Regions from separate parts of the Triticum aestivum genome. Here region 2 is linked to region 1. Evidence: chromatin contacts called from public Hi-C data. All regions are on one chromosome and are shown on one strand. The core of a region is the stretch at or near the end of the contact, and the rest is flanking DNA. Distances in the headings are between cores, read along the strand shown. Region 1 holds the start of LOC123121392 (CD2 antigen cytoplasmic tail-binding protein 2). Region 2 holds the start of LOC123121393 (ASC1-like protein 1).

The links. A called contact is a pair of places that touch in the nucleus more often than the background predicts.
Region 2: a Hi-C map of leaf shows a contact between it and region 1, with 4 times the contacts expected there. The contact joins the promoter of LOC123121393 here to the promoter of LOC123121392 in region 1. A contact is called at or near these places in 2 of 5 Hi-C or Micro-C datasets (both in leaf).

The regions. Positions count from the first base shown.
Region 1 is chr5D:309,828,984-309,832,769 of IWGSC CS RefSeq v2.1, forward strand. It overlaps LOC123121392 (CD2 antigen cytoplasmic tail-binding protein 2), which reads left to right and starts at 1,980. Exons shown (of 10, transcript XM_044541351.1): 1 at 1,980-2,209; 2 at 2,336-2,552. The coding sequence starts at 2,121.
Region 2 is chr5D:310,133,139-310,136,759 of IWGSC CS RefSeq v2.1, forward strand. It overlaps LOC123121393 (ASC1-like protein 1), which reads left to right and starts at 2,340. Exons shown (of 6, transcript XM_044541352.1): 1 at 2,340-2,891. The coding sequence starts at 2,730.

The DNA.
Region 1 (3,786 bases), core at 730-3,229:
TATTAAACCAAGTAGCAAGTTGAAGGTTGAAAAGTGGACTTCTCTCGTTTTGAAATCTTGTGGGTTTCAGCTATAGCGTGCCCCAACTTATTTGAGATTGAAGACTTGTTGTTGTTGTTGTTGTATACCTGATATATATGAAAAAGTACATATGTGTAGGAAAAAAGAAGAAAAAACCAAAAGAAAACATGAAAGAAACAAATAAAATCAAAGAAGAAAAGAACAACAAAAACAAATAAGAAAAGAAAAAACCTAAAAGACAAAGAAATAGCAAAAATATAGTGTACCAAATAAAATCAATGAAAACCTTAAAGAAAAACACAAAAAGGAAAAAAACAAGAAAGAAACAGAAGAAAACCCCAAAGAAAAACAAGAAACAGATGGGACACAATGAAAACCAAAAAACTCATAAAAACACAAAAAAGAAAAAATAATAACTAAAAACCAGACAACCCGAACCATTATATACAACAAAAAACCACCAACCTATAGCTACGAAACGCAACTATCGAAAGGAATGAGCGAAAGCAATAAGCTAGTTCATACCCCCTCCGTCCGAAAAAGTTTGTCCCCCAAATGAATGTATCTAGCACTTAAGAAACAAGTTTGAGACAAGCTTTATCGGACAGAGAGAGTATGTGCGGGCACTGCAAGCAAGAAGAGCTATCGTCTTGCTATAAGCGAGATATAGCTCCAGCGCCCTAGCCCTAAAAAAAGGTCCAGCTCTCTGTAAGTACCATGTGTCAGGCCAGCAACGGGCCTCTTTTTTTTGCTTTTTGAGAATCAGCAACGGGGCTTTGCGTCAAAATCACTAATTAAGGAGTACTTGTTGCAAAGAACACTCCACCTTCCCAGGTCACGACAAGTGTCGCACATGCAGCGCGCCACTTGTCGCAACCTGGGAGTTCTCCCTTTTTTCGTAGATCTGTTTATTCAAAATGTTTTATCTCTTAAACCGTGCATCCAAATCTCAAACCGTTTTCACCATTGGATTCCTCGCGTCGAGATCTTCAAAACAAGATCCCATGTTGATAGGTTTTGACGAACTTTTTTTTCATGAAAAAACGGACGAAAAAAAACCGGATGAAAAAACCAAACCGGGAGCACGGTTTTTTCCCTTTCTGAAAGAGGCACGCGCGTGCCTCTTGCGAAATCACAACCGTGCCTATCGTGAAAGCAAAATCGTGACTCTCATGGAAGAAAAAAAACAGAAAACACGTTTTTTCCCTTTCCGAAAGAGGCACGCCCGTGACTCTCGCGAAAGCACAACCGTACCTTTGGCGAAAGCAAAACCGTGACTCTCGCGAAAGAAAAAAACAGAAAACGCGTATTTTTTCCCTTTCCGAGAGGCACGGCCGTGACTCTCACGAAAGCACAACCGTGCCTCTCGCGGAAACAAAACCGTGACTCTCGCGAAAGAAAAAAACAGAAAACGCGTTTTGTTTTTCACTTTCGGAGAGGCACGGCCGTGATTCTCGCGAAAGCACAACCGTGCCTCTCGCGAAAGTAAAACCGTGACTCTCGCGAAAGGAAAAAAACAGAAAACGCTTTTTTTCCAAAAGGCACGGCTGTGACTCTCGCTAAAGCACAACCGTGCCTCTTGCGGAAGAAAAACCGTGACTTTTCGTGAAAGAAAAAAAAAAGAAAACGTGTTTTTTCACGTAATTTTTTTTTTCGAAAAATGTTTTTTGGTCGAAAAGCTAAGGAAGACCGGGAGAAAACCAAAACGTAAAAAAAAACCCGGAAAAAAACCGTTTAAAAAGCCGAAAACGCGTGCGAAAAATAATAAAAACAAAATCTGAAGAGAGCGTCCAGAGCGCGACACGTGGCGAATGGCTGAGAGCGCGTTAAGTGGCGCTGACGTTGCGAGGCTTTGAAGGAGCGCTCGTTAGTTAACTAGTTGCTCTTGCCTTGCGTGACGTCTGGAAGGCGTGTGACAAGGCCGGCCTACAACCTTGGTTAGCAATCCTTTGCCTATCTGAAATCAACTTCCGCCCAGCCCAGCCCTTCCTTCGGTCAATTTGAAATCAACCCACGAGAGAGAAAGCTGGCAAGGGCCCAAATATACAAGCGTGCTCTGGTCTCTTCCTTCGCTCTGCCGTCACCGTCGCCGCCGACCTATGGATCCCACGGCGCCGCAGCGCGGCACCAAGCGCCCCCTGCCCGCGACCGCCGCCGGGGACGATGACGATGACCGCTCCGCTCTCGGGTAAGTCAACCCAACCCCCTCCCTCCGGCCTGACCCCTATCCGTTTTCTCCCGTTCTCGCCGGTACCCCGCGTTAGGGTTTCGCGCTCCGGTTCGGCTGATGTTTTCCATCTTTTCTCCTGTCAAGGGACCGCAAGGTGCGGTTCCCCAAGGGGAAGAAGGCCAAGTACCGCGACCCTGCTGCCGCTGGCAGCAGCGGGGAGGGGGGCGCCGCCGCGGACGACATCGACGAGCTGATGAACCCCGAGCTCGCGGCGGTGAAGCGAGCGCGACGGCGCCACCGCAGGGAAGGGGACGACACGCAGGGCACCGCCAACGTCAAGGGTTTCGAAATGCGCTACAAGGTATGCAGTGCTATTTCCTGACCTTGAGTTTCTTCAGAGGGCTTGATTTCTTATGTGGATTGGATAGTTAGGATTCTTATGCAAGTGACTGTAGTCTTGTAGTTTCTAGTTTCTATGAAGTTTCGTCGGAATTTACAAGCTGCCATATGGCCATATGACGCAGCATAACTGCCCAGATGATGTCTAGGCAGAATTGGGGCTAGTTGATGCTATACTGTGTTGTCGTGCTACTTTTAAATGCATTTTTCTCGCATGGCTGCCACCAATTATACTATTAAAGTATGTCAATTATGGATATTATTTGGTAACATGCCAACTTGGTGAAATTGCCCAGTAACTCCGAATGATCTGTATTTTTTGTGAAGCTTCTGATGGAAAATTGCAGTCCTGAGGGCATTAAAGATAAAAATAGAGAAGGTGTTTGCGTTTATGTGTGGCCACTGGTCTAGCAAAACATCTAGTGATAATGTAAAAACAGGAGCAAACACCAAACAGAAAAAACTAGTGGCATAGACCAGGCCTCTACCAATTGGTTTAGTATCTATGGTTAGATTACATAAATTATTAGTTGGGCATTTATTTGGTTCATGTTGAAGCCGTGGGCCTATGTTAAAGGATTAGGGCATCTCCATTGCGTAGGCGCTTGTATAGATGTTTAAGGATTAAAAATTAAAAAAACACTTCCTAGCGTTTGCGTAAGAGCCTGACTTTCCAACGCTGAGATGTTATGGGGCGCTAAGCCCCTCACTTAAAATCAGCCCCATGTCAACTAGAGCGCCTGCTGCCAGACTTGGCGGCACTAGCTAGCAGGCGCCAGGAAAAATTCTCCCAATGAGTGAAACATCCGAGATTAGGATCCCAACGTCCGTCCTTAGCGTCGCGTTGTACGTGCCCTTAGTGTTTCTTACGATGCATATTGCTCACATCTTAGCACGTTCTATGCAGGGAAGGATGCAGTTTTTTTTACATAGTTTTGGTAAAAAATGAACTTGATTATTTTACTATGCTTTTCAACTTACGACTGAAATATTACATAGCTGCTCTTTCCTATTGCTTGGCTGTTGTATAAAATCCTGTGATCATGGCTTTTACTTAGCCTTTTTAATATTTTGACTTCTAAGCATGACAATATATTTATACCCACACTTTGCCCTGCGTATCATTGATAGTATGATTATTAGGCATAAGTTTGAAGCTAACCACTTTGCTATCATTGTCAGATAACACAGACTTT
Region 2 (3,621 bases), core at 1,090-3,589, 300 kb after region 1:
ACTGTAGGAGGCACCCACACCTGCGTCCCCAGCCAATACCCGATGGACTGGGGGGGACACGACTCCGAGAGCCGACGGCCGCCGGCGAGCAAGCCCCGACCTCTTGGCCAGGAGGGCTCACACGACGCCATGTCCGTGGCCACCGGCGCCAATCCGCATACCGGTGCAACGGTGACACGACCACCACCATCAAGCCCCATACCTGTGAGAAAACGCCCACGGGCGCAACCCAGTCCGAGCCCACCCTCACGTACCCGGGGCTCGCCCCGATCTGCCTCGGGTCCAGATCTGGTCCACTCGAGCACAAACCCTAGACCAAAAGCCTCCGTCGCCACGCGTGCGGCCAGCACCGGTGCATCACCGTTGCTCGCCCAGCCCCGCACGCCGCTGGCACTGGTCTAGAAAAAGGGAAGGTGCAACCTTCACCCCGCGCTGCGAGCATGGTCGCGACGGACGCAACGCCGCAGCCACACCACACCCGCTCAACCGCTCCCCCCAGTCAGCACCCGCAGGGCCAACCACGGGCAGAGCACCACCGCTGTCGCCGCCGCGCAGCAGGCCGACGCTACCGGCCCTGGCCGCCGCAGCCCGTGCCGCCTGACCACTGACCCCGTCGCCGCGCCCAGGCACACCCCGCCTGCCATGCTGCCCGACACGCAACAGCCACCAGCCCGCCACTGCCGCACCAGAGTGACGTCGTCGGACTAGGGAGCCACCGCACCGCGACGCCCAGCACCCGCGTCACGCGCTGCCATGGAAAGGCCGACCCGCGTCGCCCACCCGCGAGAGGACGCCACCGCCCCGCCGCCGCCGGCTCCAGTCGGGCTTAGCCCGGCCGCGCCCCCTGGCAGCGGCAAGGGAGGATGAGGAGGGAGGAGGACCGGCGGCCGAGATCTGGGGATCCCTCCATGCCGCCACGCGGCGCGGCGAAGGGGAGGGAGGGCGGCCAGACGTGTATCCTAGTGGGGAGAACCACAACGTTGCAATAATAATAAGAATTAATTCTCATAATGTAAATCTTCTATCGTGATACCACCTTCGCTCAGGTTTATTAGACCCCCTCTTATTTTGGGCTAAAATTTGACTATAAATTTAACTAATAAAGTTCAAACTATATTTCATAAAAATTATACTATGAGAAAGCCTTTTTAAATACAAATCCAATAATATACTTTTTGTATAATATAATTTATATTTTGTTAGTTTTGTAGATGATCAAACTTTGACCCAAAATACGAGGATACTCAGTAAACTGGAACGGAGGTAGTAGTACCTATTAGCCAACCAGGCGCGTTATAAAATCTCTCAGGGCCGCAGTTTATTTTTTAAAAGAACTTTTAACCTATACATATTCAATCATGCTAGTATAATGAACATCATAAATAAATAAAATTATATCCAAATTTGTAGACCGCAACATGCGCCTTGTACGTTGTGCATGCAGTGGAGCTCACATCCAACGACCCAGCGCACGTCTGGTGTTCAATTTGCCGTGATTAACTGACGTGGTTAATGGCACGGCCGTTGTCTTCCTAATATACAACAGTTATCACGATATTAACTACGTGGGCGACTAATATTGCAGGAGTAATTAATTAATTCTTTAATTACTTGATTGGACCAACCCCACAACCATTGTAGTGGTATTGTACATTCCAACCATGAGAACATAACACAAACCAACCTGTGGTTGCATAGTTCTGTTGCTCGTATTTATTTTAGTGATGTGTATTCATTGGGACGAGACGTTCTTGTTGACTACCAGCTGCCTTTAGTGATTCCGTCAATTTCAAGATGATATATCGGCTCGGTCTCTCGGAGGTGCTCTTGAGTGTATAGAGATGAGTGTATGCGCGTATATATAAGTGTTTGCGTCTATACTGTGTTAAAAAACATGAGAGCATAATGAAAATGACTTTTCCTTTTTATATAAACTAAACAAGGTATGAGTGAGCTTTCTTTCTTTTTGGCCACGAAAACAGTCCATGAGTTGACAAAAGCGTGCATTTTACAATAACATAAAAAAAACCGAGATCAATCAATCTACATATGGACGGGCGAAAGTGACAGATTTGGTTGCACAAATACGACGTGCTTACAGAACCCTGGATTTGAATTTCGTGACACGGGCACACAGAACAGCACCATGTGCCAGCGCTCTAAAATTTCAATTCCCAAGAAAAGCTCTAGATTTTGACGAGTTTTGGCGACAACGAAATCCAGCCAGCCAGCCATACCGATATGCCCTCGATCGGGGTCACGTGGAGACATGCCCAGCACGAACCAGTCGACCGGAGACAAAGGGGATTTGTACCCTTTCTTTTTCCGTCACAGACGGGATCCCGCCGCCTGGTTGCTTCGTAACCAATAACGCCGCTACTAAATTATAAAGCTGACGCTCAGATCTCATCTCCCCACCCAACCCAACCTAACCCCAGTGGATTCTCCAATCCCCCGCAGAAAAGGGCGCCAGTGCATCCGCTCCCGTTCCTAGCAGCAATCCGTTACCACCAAGGCGGAAGATTTAGTACTCCTCCTCGTCTACTTCTTGCTCAGCTCCACCCACACCGAATCTAGCATCGCGGCGGCTTCGTGTTGACTCGTCTGTCCTCCTCCCCGGCTCGGGAGCGCTCGTGGGCTTCTCGGATCGGCGGCGCGTCCGCTTTCCGTGCTCGGATCCAAGAAACCAGCTGGGAGTTAGGTTCTTGGATTTGGATCTCCCACCCGCAATGGCGGCGCTCGTGGAGCTCTTCACGAGATCCTACTCGTCCTCCACGCCGGTGGACTGGGAGGCGGAGGCCTACCCGGCGTACGGCGACTACGCCGTGCTTCCCATCCTTGTCGCCTTCTTTCCCGCCCTGCGCTTCCTCCTCGACCGGTTCGTCTTCGAGGTAAACTGCCTGGCTGCTCCCCTCTTCGGTTTTTAGTGGTTCATCGGATCCGGAATGCCCGTGGTAAGCTGCAGTTAGTTGCTGGATAAGCATTCCCCCTTGAGTTTCTTGCTTCAGTATTGCTAGTGATGAATCAGTTTTCTCATAAAACTGATGTGCCTGGATAACAGTTTCGGTAACTGTGCATGTTCTGATGTGAGCCTCTGTAACTATGGATCAAATTGTCAATCAGAAAAACAAATAGAAACTAGAAAATACAGCACCATAGCAATAATGTACTGCATTTTGATTGAGATTGTGCTGGATTCGGCTCGATAAAGCTGTGGTCATCGTGACTGCTTTTTCGAAAGTTGCCTTCTCTTTAACAAAATAATCGAATCATTGACACGCTCTTAGATGCCACTTGTTTTCCCTCTTGTTTAGGGCGGTACTTTTAAACATCTTCATACTGTGAAGTGTGTGATTCTTTGGGTTCTACTGATATTATTGGTTAAATGGCATGTGAGTAAAATTTGTTGTGCTATATTGCTAGTGAATCAGATGTGAGGCGGGACATGCTACTATCCAAGTTTATCTAGAAAATTATAGAACATGTACTGGAAGCTTAACATTTGCAAAATATTATCCGCTCTTACTTTTTTGAATTTTCAAACCGGGGGGGGGGGGGGGGGGGGCTGTTCCCACCTTAATTCATTTGCCCTACAACAAGGCTTTGCAGCCCATCGCAAGA